2 separate regions of the Gossypium hirsutum genome follow, and region 2 is linked to region 1. The links are chromatin contacts, called in public Hi-C maps. All regions are on one chromosome and are shown on one strand. Each heading gives the region's core, a stretch centred on a gene start, on an enhancer-like site or on the middle of the called end of the contact. The rest is flanking DNA. Distances are from core to core; before and after follow the strand shown.

Region 1 (5,282 bases), core at 1,124-3,623:
GGGAAGCAGGAGGATAGCCTGGCTTCGAGGAATATTATTGTGTTTTCACCAAAAAAAAAAAAAGAAAGAACGATTGTTGTAGTCTTAAGTCACATTAATTGAAGTAAATTTTGATTGCTGCTTTTGCTCTTTTTTTTCCTTCTTCATTATGCTTTTTCTATTCTAGTTTTAGCATTTATTCAAAATAGCTAAAGCATTAAAGAAGGGAAGCCAAAGAAAATGCATCATTAGCATTTATTTTTTTCAGGAATTTTGATTTTTTATTTCACATATGAAAAGAATTAATGTTACTAAAATTTAGTAATTTTTATGTAAAATTTGAAGGTTTTTATTTCACCAAAAGATTGCTATAAATAATTAATTTATTAAAGAGTATACCTTATAATTAATTGTTGTTATAGTGTTATTATAAAAGATAAAATAAAATATAAAAAATATGTTTTCTATTAAGATTGACTATTAAAATAAAATGTTATTAGAGAATTATTATATCGTATGTTAAACTCATTTTATATTAAAATAAAATGTGACCTAAGAGAATAGGTGAGAGGCTAGATTAAAGCAAATATATTAAGCATTGAAATATTCTTAATAATAATTTTATATTAATATATTCTTAATAATAATTATATTAAGAATGTTATTAAATTATATATTATTTTATTAAACTGTATTTAATAATAATTATGTTAAAATATGACTAAATTATTTATTTTTATTTTTATTAAAATATATTTAACAATAATCTTATTAAAATTTAATAACAATAATTATCTACCTATAAAAATTCTGTTAAGGGTACTTTAGTCATTTAAGCATTTTTCCTTATACTATTACAACATCTATTCCATTCAACCAAACACAAGAATTCAATTACAGCTCTATTCCATTCCATTCAACCAAACAATTGAATTACTGATTATAGTTCTATTCCATTACAACTCTATTCCATTACAACTATATTCAGTTGCAGCCCTATTCCATTACAGTGAACCAAACGTACCCTTATATTTGGATGGAAGTAACAAATGAAAGGAAAGCAAGAGAAAGTTGTTTAACTTGTTTGGATAATTTTTTTTTTAGGTAAGGAAAAGTTGAGACTCTTGCTTTTTCTCAAAGTGTCAAATTTTTAATTCCCTCAAATTGGTGGGAAAGTTAGAGAAACAAAATCTATAGATTTTTAAGATGTTAAATATCTTTTTTACCCTCCATTTTTACATAATATATCATAAAAATGTTATAATTATAAAAATAATATTATATTCAATTATTTCTTTTCCTTTATCTGGTTTAATCAAATACTAATTTTTTTCCTTTTTAATCTAAACATATTCTAAAAGTGCGTTTGGTTCACCAAATCTTAGATTACGGGTATTTGAGATTAATGTAAGATTATCGATGGAGTATAGCATTACTTTGTTTGGTCTATTTGGTTAGAATGTAATATTCATGTGTTTGGTTAACGAAATATAAGATTAATGAAAATTATTTTTTTATGGGTAAATTATAAAAATGGTCACCCAATTATGCATTTCATTCTGAGCTAAGACTAAATTGACAAATTCTATAAATTTTAAGGGGCATATTGATTTTTTAGAATTATAACTAAAATGAAAAATTTTATAAACATTGAGGGCTAAATTTGTTTAATTTTTTATATTTAGGATCAAATTGATAGAATGTGCAAACATTAAAGGGCTAATTTTGTTACTAACCAATAAAAAAGCCCACATTAGCTCAAAGTAACTAAAATATTTAATTTCGAAAAGTTTAGTGATGAAATAAAAAAAATTAATAATCGAGTCATCATTTTTAATGTTTACCCAAAAAAATAATTTTAGCATGGATTTAATGTTCCACACCATTATTTATCAAGAAAAATTTAATGAATAGGTTAATTTGCACATTTTGAAATAATGTATAAGGACAAATTTATCCATTTTTTAATAAAGAAGTCAAAATACAATTCACTCCTAAGTACAAGGGCTTCCCGATACTTTTACCATTCATTTTCCTATAACATTCAACAAACACTTTTTTAAAAAATCATTAACCATCAATATAATAAACCACAAAGTAATTTCAAGATAAAAAGTAATATCAGTATAAAATATTCTTTTTTGTCTATAATTTCATATTTCACTTGGAATTTTAGATAACCTAAGAAAATAGTGTACCATTACCACATCTTAACATTGTTGACGAATATAAGATTAGGAAAAGATCAAAATATTAAAAATTCAAATAATGCAATCTCATTAAAACCAAACAACCCAAGTTTTATCTTAAAAAAAGTATAGGGTTAAGGGTTCAATCAGTACATTCTAAAGACATTTAGGTAAAAAGAAAAAAATGGGAGAATGGGGGGGGGGAAGGGGGCAAATCAGAATGAGAAAATTTAAAAAATGTAGAAATCGAAATAACCGGGTACACAAGCATGCAAAAGACGTCACTCTCTCTCCCAAATATCAATTTCCAAACAAAGCAAAAGCGTAGGTTGACGAAGAGTAACCCTGGCCCCTCGATTTTTTCTGGTAACCAAAGGCCAGAATTTTTAACCCTTTGAATACCATTACCACCCATATACCTTCAATTACACACCCCAAAATCCCTCTCCCAATTTTAGCCATGCTGGACGCTTCTCCTCGAATCCCCAATTACCTTGTCCCGCCCCTGTTACCGCCACCGCCACCGTCCCCTTTGGAGCCGGAGCCTGAGCCACCGCCACCTTCTCCACCACCCACGAAGCCCTACCAGTTTCTCTCTTCGGTATCCTCCCTCAGAGTGACTTCGGAGTTCGATACTGATAGCCGCGTGTTCTTCCACAAGCTGTCTTGTAAGCTCTTCGACAACCTTGCGAAGCTCAAACTCTCCTTCATCAACAACGCCAAACGCGAGATCACGGAGCCCCAGTTGGCGCTATTTTCTAAGTACTTGTCCATATACTACGATCCTGAAGAACAAAATGCCATATTCCGGGGTTACTACAATGTCGGTCCTACGTGGCATTTCAAAGCTGCCATTGATGTTAAGGTTGGTTTTCCTTTCCTTCCAACTCGCGGTTTTGGCTTAGTGGGAGTCATGGTTGGCAATGTCATTGAAAATTGCATAAAATTGAAACCTTTTTTTTATTGTGCATGGAAGATATGAAAGATTGTTTATTATTTGGTTTTCAAGAGAATTTTCGAGTACCGGGCTTTGCATTTGGTGATCGTTTTTCGAGCCTATGAAATTGATAATGGGGTTTCAGAGGAATTTGCTTTCATAAAATGGTCAAGTTGGTAGTCATACTTGAGTCTTGAAGACCTCTCTGAACATCCTTGTGTTGTTTTTTATCTTCAATCCTTTTTTTCGTTGTATTTTTGGGAATGGGGAGTTTATTGTTTTTGAAGCCAACTATCATAATTGTTGTTTAAGTGCTGAATAAATATTTCCTTAAAGCCACATATGCCATATCCCCTGAATCTCTCTCTCTCTCTTTTTTTTTTTCTCAGGCACAACAAGGTGAACTGGCAGTTATTGCAAAACTTGCTGATCCTAGTTATGCTGTTGAAGTGTCATCACCTGTTCCCGATGTTTCATTGGTGAGTTTTGTTTCTCCTGGTGTCTTACTAGTGAAAATCGATTGCTTGGCATTAAGTTATGGACAATTGAGAATCATTTATCATAGAATGACGTGGTAATTCAATTTCAGCAGTTTTTTGTGGTTCTAAGTTGCTTAATGCATGTGGTGTCATACTGTTGTTATTTTCTTTATGCATTATTCAACCCATACTATACTAACTTTTGCATCGCTTAAAACACTTGATTAATGGCAGTCCTCTTGTATTTTGTGCCTCCACTCTGATGTTTTTCAACATTGGTCATAGCTGTTTTTCTCTCTTAACTCATCTGAACTTTCCTGTTGCTGCAGCCCAGAGCGACATTTAGATTTCCCATCGGTGAATTTTCATTAGAGGAGAGGGAAGAGGATGACGTACCAAGGTTGTCGATAAATGGAATTGTTAAAGGTCCAATCTTGTATGGGGTAGGTGCCGCACGTTACATGGATGAAGAACTGAAACTAAGATACTCATATAAGGTGGGTTTTTTCCCTCAATGTTTTAGCTTTGTGTTTACAGTCTTGTTTATATACTTGTTCATTGATTGGCTACTCTGGCTTCTATGGGAGATCCATTGGTACACCTAATGTTGAATAACTTAGATGGCTAGGTTTTCAAAATTGGCTGAGGTGGCTGATCACCTTCTTCATAGGAAAATGCTGGGTTGGAAAACATTATGCATGTGTAAATTTTCAAGCTTTTTGAGTGCTTTAGTAGATGGTTTTGATGGTTTTCATTGCAGGATGGGACAATGTCATTTATTCCTAGCATTTCACTACCAACTAATACGGCGTCATTTGCATTCAAGCGACGCTTCAGTCCATCGGATAAATTGAGGTTAGTAGTTACAACTTTATCTTTGTAAATATTGGAATCTGTCATGAATGTGCTTAATAGCTAGAGGTGCCATTTCTTTTGTTTTGCATTATATATATATATGGAAACATATTTGATTCATTAGCTATAGAGGGTTGCTTTTTCCCTGCAATGTCAATTTCAATTGAAATGTTCTATTGCATTTATGTGCAGCTACTGGTACAATCTTGATTCAAACTATTGGAGTGTGGTGTACAAGCACACGTATGACAAAGACTTGAAATTCAAAGCTGGCTACGATTCTGAGGTTCGTCTTTGCTGGGCTTCTCTATGGGTAAGTTTATTCTGTTTTCTCTAGCATTTGTCGTTTGCTGAACTTGGTTGTCCTGAATTGTTTGCTTGAGATTCATTCCTATGACGACAATGACTTGATATATATCCTCTTTTCATTTCAGGTTGGAGATGAAAATGGCAAGGCAAAGACGACCCCCATGAAGATGAAAATCCAGGTTATGCTACAGGTACCACAGGATGACATTACGTCAACAGTGATATTGTTCCGTGTTAAAAAGAGGTGGGATATTTTATTGTTGTCCCATGCCACACTTCCTGTTTCTCTTTGGCATGGTTATTGGACATCTTTTTATGTGATGATATATATAATTGCTAATTGCTTTATAATTTATAACATAATGGCATCAGTTGGTTGTTGAAGTTGTGAATTAAATTATGATATGAATTGGAAGGCTATGTATAAGACTAAACGAACAAAGCATTCAAGTGGAACGAATAATATTGATGGCCAAGAAAACAGAAGTAACCTAAACCTCTTTCTTTCAACTTTCAGATTTCAGTTTCCATCTC
Region 2 (5,282 bases), core at 1,671-4,170, 710 kb before region 1:
AAAGTACCAAAGTACCCATATCAAATGCTTACCACATGCAAACAATTATATATGCAATAATCTACTATTTAATTCGGATTATAAAAACACAAATCGTGATTTCCGAGTTATTCGACGTCGATTTTATTCTTCCCCTTTTTACTCAAGGATTCTAATACGACGTTAGCTACGGAATAAAACAATTAACTCACATTAATATTACACATTTCAACTTCACGTTAAATTTCAATTTTCACACTATATTTTGCTTATTCTTCAATTTAATCCCTAAATCTTGACTAATTTTAACCTTAACAATTAACTTCATATTTTTATACTAATTTCACTCTAAACCACATTTAGCTTCCTCTTTTCTAATTCGACCCCTTAATTTTAAAATTTTCACAATTTAGTCCCTATTGTTCAAAATCAACAATTAATTCCATAATTTAGTCATTTTTCCATTTCTAACTTAAAAATCTATCTATTTAATCCTTAATACTTAAACTATTCAACAATATCAACATCTAAAATCTTGAACAATACTAAAAATTACAATATGAGTCGGGTAGCTCTAGGTACCAGAATTCCAAAAACATAGAAATTACAAGTATAAGAACTAAATTGTACTAACCAATTTGAGCTTGAACCTTAAACCCCTTAGGCCGTATGTCCTTGCTATTTCTTTCTTTCATTCATTTCTTTTTGTTTTCTTAATCTTTGCATGTAATAGTGTAATAGTAATGAAAGAAGAAAATTTTTGGCTGTTTTAATGTACTATTATTATTATTATTATACCTTATTATATAATATACATACATTTTATACAATTTATTAGTATAACATATATACATATTATATTAACATAATATATAATATATATACATGTCATAAATGTCCATTTTAAATGAAACAAGGGCATAATTGCTTCTTTAGTCATTTTAATTTATTTTAAGCTATAATTCAAACTTTTAACCCTTACACCATCCAGTCCATGTACCTTAACAACTCCTACTTTTACAAAATTCACTATTCTAAAAATTAATTAGCTACTAACCTAGCCTCGTAAATATTTAATAAAAATATTTACGAGTTCGGTTTAAGAAAATAGAGTCTCGAAAATACATTTTTTGACACCCCTTATTATCGGGTCATTACAAGAGTCATCCACTCAAATGCGCAAGACAAGGCACCGCCCCAGTTGGACTTGATAGACGACACATTAGTATTTCAAACGGTTTGCTCATTTCCTATTAGACTAAGGACATGTTTAGTTTGGTCTACCAGTATAAGTTATTTTTTCGTATTACAATTAGACCACGTAATACTGCTTAGTATTAGTTTAAGTATTAGATAACTAGTGAGCCAATATTTGCTTCTATTAGCTTTATATGCAAAAACCACGTGAGGACAATATACATAGGGTATTAATATAATTATGAATAATTTTATTAACCAATTTGTTTGAAAAATTACAAATGTACATAGACGAAAAATACTACACTTAGGGCACCAGATCCAATAGTATGCGCTAGGTACCAAGCAAGTCCAAGAGAGTCCCATGCGAAACCTGTGAAGAGGATTATCTGATATGTCCATAGAACTACTGATTTGGGAATTTGGTTTTCAAAGGATAGCATCATGAATCTAGTTGGTTACAATGATGCTAAATGGGCATGTAACATTGATGATAGGAAGAGTACATCATGTGGTTGTCTCTACCTTGGATTGAATTTGGTGTCATAGTACTATAAGAAACAAGTTCAATCTCACTATCGGTATGTTGTTGAATGGAGTTACTATGCTCAATTGCTATGGATGAAGCAAATAATGAAAGATTTTGGTGTTGAATTAGATATGGCTATTGTCTTGTGTGATAACACAAGTGACATTAATATTTTCAAGAATCTAGTACAACATTAGAAGACTACACATATTGACATTAGGTATCATTTCATATGGGAATTGATTGAGAATGGTGTTGTTGAGGTTAAGTTCATGTCCACACAAAAATAACTAGTTGATTTGTTCACTAAACCATTGGATGCAACTAGGTTTGAACACTTGAAGTCCTCTATTAGAGTGTGTCACGTCTAAATGACTCACAAGTTTTTGGAAGGCATCCAAACACAAAAGCTTGATTTTGTTTTGTCAAGGGTTATTTTTGGATTCAAAATTTTGTTATAAAATTTTCTTTTTGTGATTTGTTTCTCTCACTAAATCTTGGAGGGAAAAAGGAGTGGCAATTGTCATGCTTTTTCATCATTAATGTGGGATTTGAAATTGATTTGATTGTTTCCAAAAAGTGTTCTTAAAGTGGTTGTGCAATTACCCTAATCGATTCATATTTTCCTTAAGCTGTTGTTACTTAAGTTTGTTATTCTCTCTTAGTTGTTTGTCATTTTGTCTTCTTATATTCACAATGGCAAGAATGAAAATTACTTCTTAAGATGAATTTGAAAAGGCTCAGAAAAAACTTAGAGCTGAAGGGAAAGGTACATTTGAACCACAAAAGGAGGCTCAATGGAGACCTAGGGAAGCCAATAAAAGGAAAAAAAGAAAAGAGAAGAGAAGGGTGGAGATACCTCTACTTAGATGTCATTGCAAAGATTGAAGATATTTTGGGAGGGGATGATGCTTCGCAACAGGAGGTAAAGGCTACCTAAATTGAGGTGGTGGTGGATTGTGCAGAATAGTTGGTGTTGTTGCAAAGGGTGAACAATTAAGAGAATAGTTGGCTCAATATTTTCAGAGTTTTACTTTATATTATCTGCCCATATAAATTATTTTTAAGGGAATGTACCCATATAGATATTAATCTATTAGTTTTTTAAAAAGAAATCTATTTGTTCCTTTAATAATTTATTACCGTATAATGAATTATATAGCCCACGCGCAGCTCGGGATAAATACTAGTTATTATTATTATAGTGACATCGCGTGAAAAGCACGTGATGTTGACGACGAGCTTGGTAGTACTGGATAGAATAGACGCCAGTCTTTGCTTCTCATTCCTAACTGTCAAAACTCAAACTGGTTGGTTGGGTTTCCTCTCCTTCGCCAATTTCAATCCCCTCTGCCGTCTAGGGTTTTTCGTTTCTTCCTTCCTGCGCTTTCCGATCTCAATAATTGCTCTCACAATATATTTAACTCATCCTCAATTTCATTGCAACGTAACAGCATGGTAATATCTCACTTTCATTGGAATTTGCTTTTCTTAATTCTAATGGATTTCCAATTTGACTGTTTATTGAATGTAATTCGGATTTGCTCTTTTTAAAAAGAATTTCCTGATTGGAGCTTTCAAGCCTGCATGTAATATCTCGATCACATTTTCCGACGGAAAATCTCGGAAGCAGGTATTCCTCTCGATCCTCTCAGGTGTAGAATCGTTTAAAAAGAAAATTAAAACTAGACTTTTATTTTTATTGTGATTATTAGTTAATTTTTCACGATTCATGTTGTGGAATCTGGATTATTGCGGTTTGATTAGGTCCCGATGAAAAAGGAAAATGGCAAAACGATTATGGTTTCGCTTTTCCAAAGTAAAGAAAGTATTGCTGGGAAGGTATTTATTCACTTATTTACTTTTAGAAAGATTTTAACAGATTGGGATCAGATCATTGAAGTCGTATTATATTCATAGCTTTGATGATTCATTTATCAACCCTAAACCTTTTGAAGAACTTCCTATTATCTGCCGCTTTCAGGTTTCCATAGAACCACTTCAAGGAAAGAAAATTGAACATCTTGGTGTTAAAGTTGAGCTCCTTGGTCAAATAGGTTCGTCCTTGCTCTTTGTTCACTGATTCAGTCCAAGCTTTAAATATCATTCTGACATGGAAACTGAATAGGACTGAATTTTTACGTGTATTCGTATTTCTTGTTGAAATGAAGTTAATGCTAACTTTGTTTTTTCTTTCCAGAGATGTATTTTGACAGAGGCAACTTTTATGATTTTACCTCCCTTGGTGCGTATATTCTGACTTCACTTTTGTTTGCTCTGCCTGGGTACTTTTAGGTGTTCTTTTAAATAAATTTCAGTGATTAGTTTTCATTAGATGCATGTGGCAGAGATGCACAAAAGTTTATGATTTAGCTTTCTCGTTTATGATGTGCACAAAAGTTTGGTTTATGCTAAGTTTTAGTAGATTGTTGATTGGTTTGTTTTGTTTGCCACTTTTATATTCTTGATATTTGCAGTACGTGAATTGGATGTTCCTGGGGATATATATGAAAGAAAAACATATCCATTTGAATTTTCAACAGTTGAAATGCCATATGAAACTTATAACGGTGCAAATCTGCGGCTTAGGTATGGTACCCCCTGCACTAAATCTTTAAAGATAAAATTTTATTCACATCACTTTTAGTCAATTTGATTTGAGTATTTCCTTGATCACTGGATGTATGTTTGTTATGGGTTGTTAAGGCTTATAAATCAGTCGATTATCATAATAATAGTTCTTGGTACTTAGCTCAATAAAGTTTAGAAATCGTTGAACAAAAAAAAAAATAAAGTTTACAAATCACTCTGTTATTTATGTATTATTAAAAAATGTTTATTTTGGAGTTCTAAATAAAATATTGTTTTGTTGGTCCGCAGCTGAGGTTGATCATTTTGAGACTATAATTGGACAACCCATGTTAGAATTTGATTCGTTTCTTTTCCCAGGTATGTCCTGAAAGTGACAGTTAGTCGTAATTATGGTGGAAGCATAGTGGAATACCAGGACTTTATAGTAAGTGTTTTCATCTGCATCCTCTTCCTTTCATTATTTTTTTTCTTTTCAAAATGAGTTTTATCTCCTTTTTCATTTCTCTTTTTCTTGCGCATTATGGAACCTCACTCTCAAATGCACTAGCAGCATTGTACAAATAAGTGTATCTAAGGTGTGCCATATAAGGGAGAACTTTAGACTCTGCCTTATTGTGAAGAGTTGCTTTTCCCTTTTATTCCCGACATTATACTCATATACAAGAAAGCCAACATCAATCTATTTGGCCTTTCATTATGGTTTCAGGACATTTACTAAATTGACCATTGTATATTGTTCTCCATTGAGTTTCTTTTTCAGTGTTGTGATTGTAGCAACTTATCTTTTGCTTGGTTAATGTGTATGAGGTTCGCAATTATTCTCCACCTCCGTCAATCAACAATAGCATCAAAGTGAGTGCTTGTCATAATGTTAAGATAGAAATTGTATTGTGCTTTTCATTGGTATCTTAACTGATTCTTATTAACATTAAATTTGTTCATTTTGAGATTTGTAATGAGTTCACACAGCTTTTTTATTGATAAT

Evidence for each region. Hi-C and Micro-C count contacts between places; a contact is called where the count stands out from the background.
Region 2: a contact with region 1 is called in a Hi-C map of leaf, with 2.9 times the contacts expected there. The contact joins the promoter of LOC107946648 here to the promoter of LOC107946834 in region 1. A contact is called at or near these places in 2 of 34 Hi-C or Micro-C datasets (both in leaf).

Annotation. Positions count from the first base shown.
Region 1 is chrA08:69,412,942-69,418,223 of Gossypium_hirsutum_v2.1, reverse strand. It overlaps LOC107946834 (outer envelope pore protein 37, chloroplastic), which reads left to right and starts at 2,373. Exons shown (of 6, transcript XM_016881304.2): 1 at 2,373-3,033; 2 at 3,495-3,584; 3 at 3,914-4,081; 4 at 4,345-4,439; 5 at 4,632-4,752; 6 at 4,874-5,282. The coding sequence starts at 2,629. The coding sequence ends at 5,131. LOC107946815 (a long non-coding RNA gene) reads left to right here. Exons shown (of 5, transcript XR_001697007.2): 5 at 1-116.
Region 2 is chrA08:70,118,553-70,123,834 of Gossypium_hirsutum_v2.1, reverse strand. It overlaps LOC107946648 (vacuolar protein sorting-associated protein 26A), which reads left to right and starts at 2,920. Exons shown (of 11, transcript XM_016881064.2): 1 at 2,920-3,163; 2 at 3,264-3,338; 3 at 3,473-3,547; 4 at 3,690-3,762; 5 at 3,906-3,950; 6 at 4,183-4,294; 7 at 4,655-4,721; 8 at 5,105-5,149. The coding sequence starts at 3,161.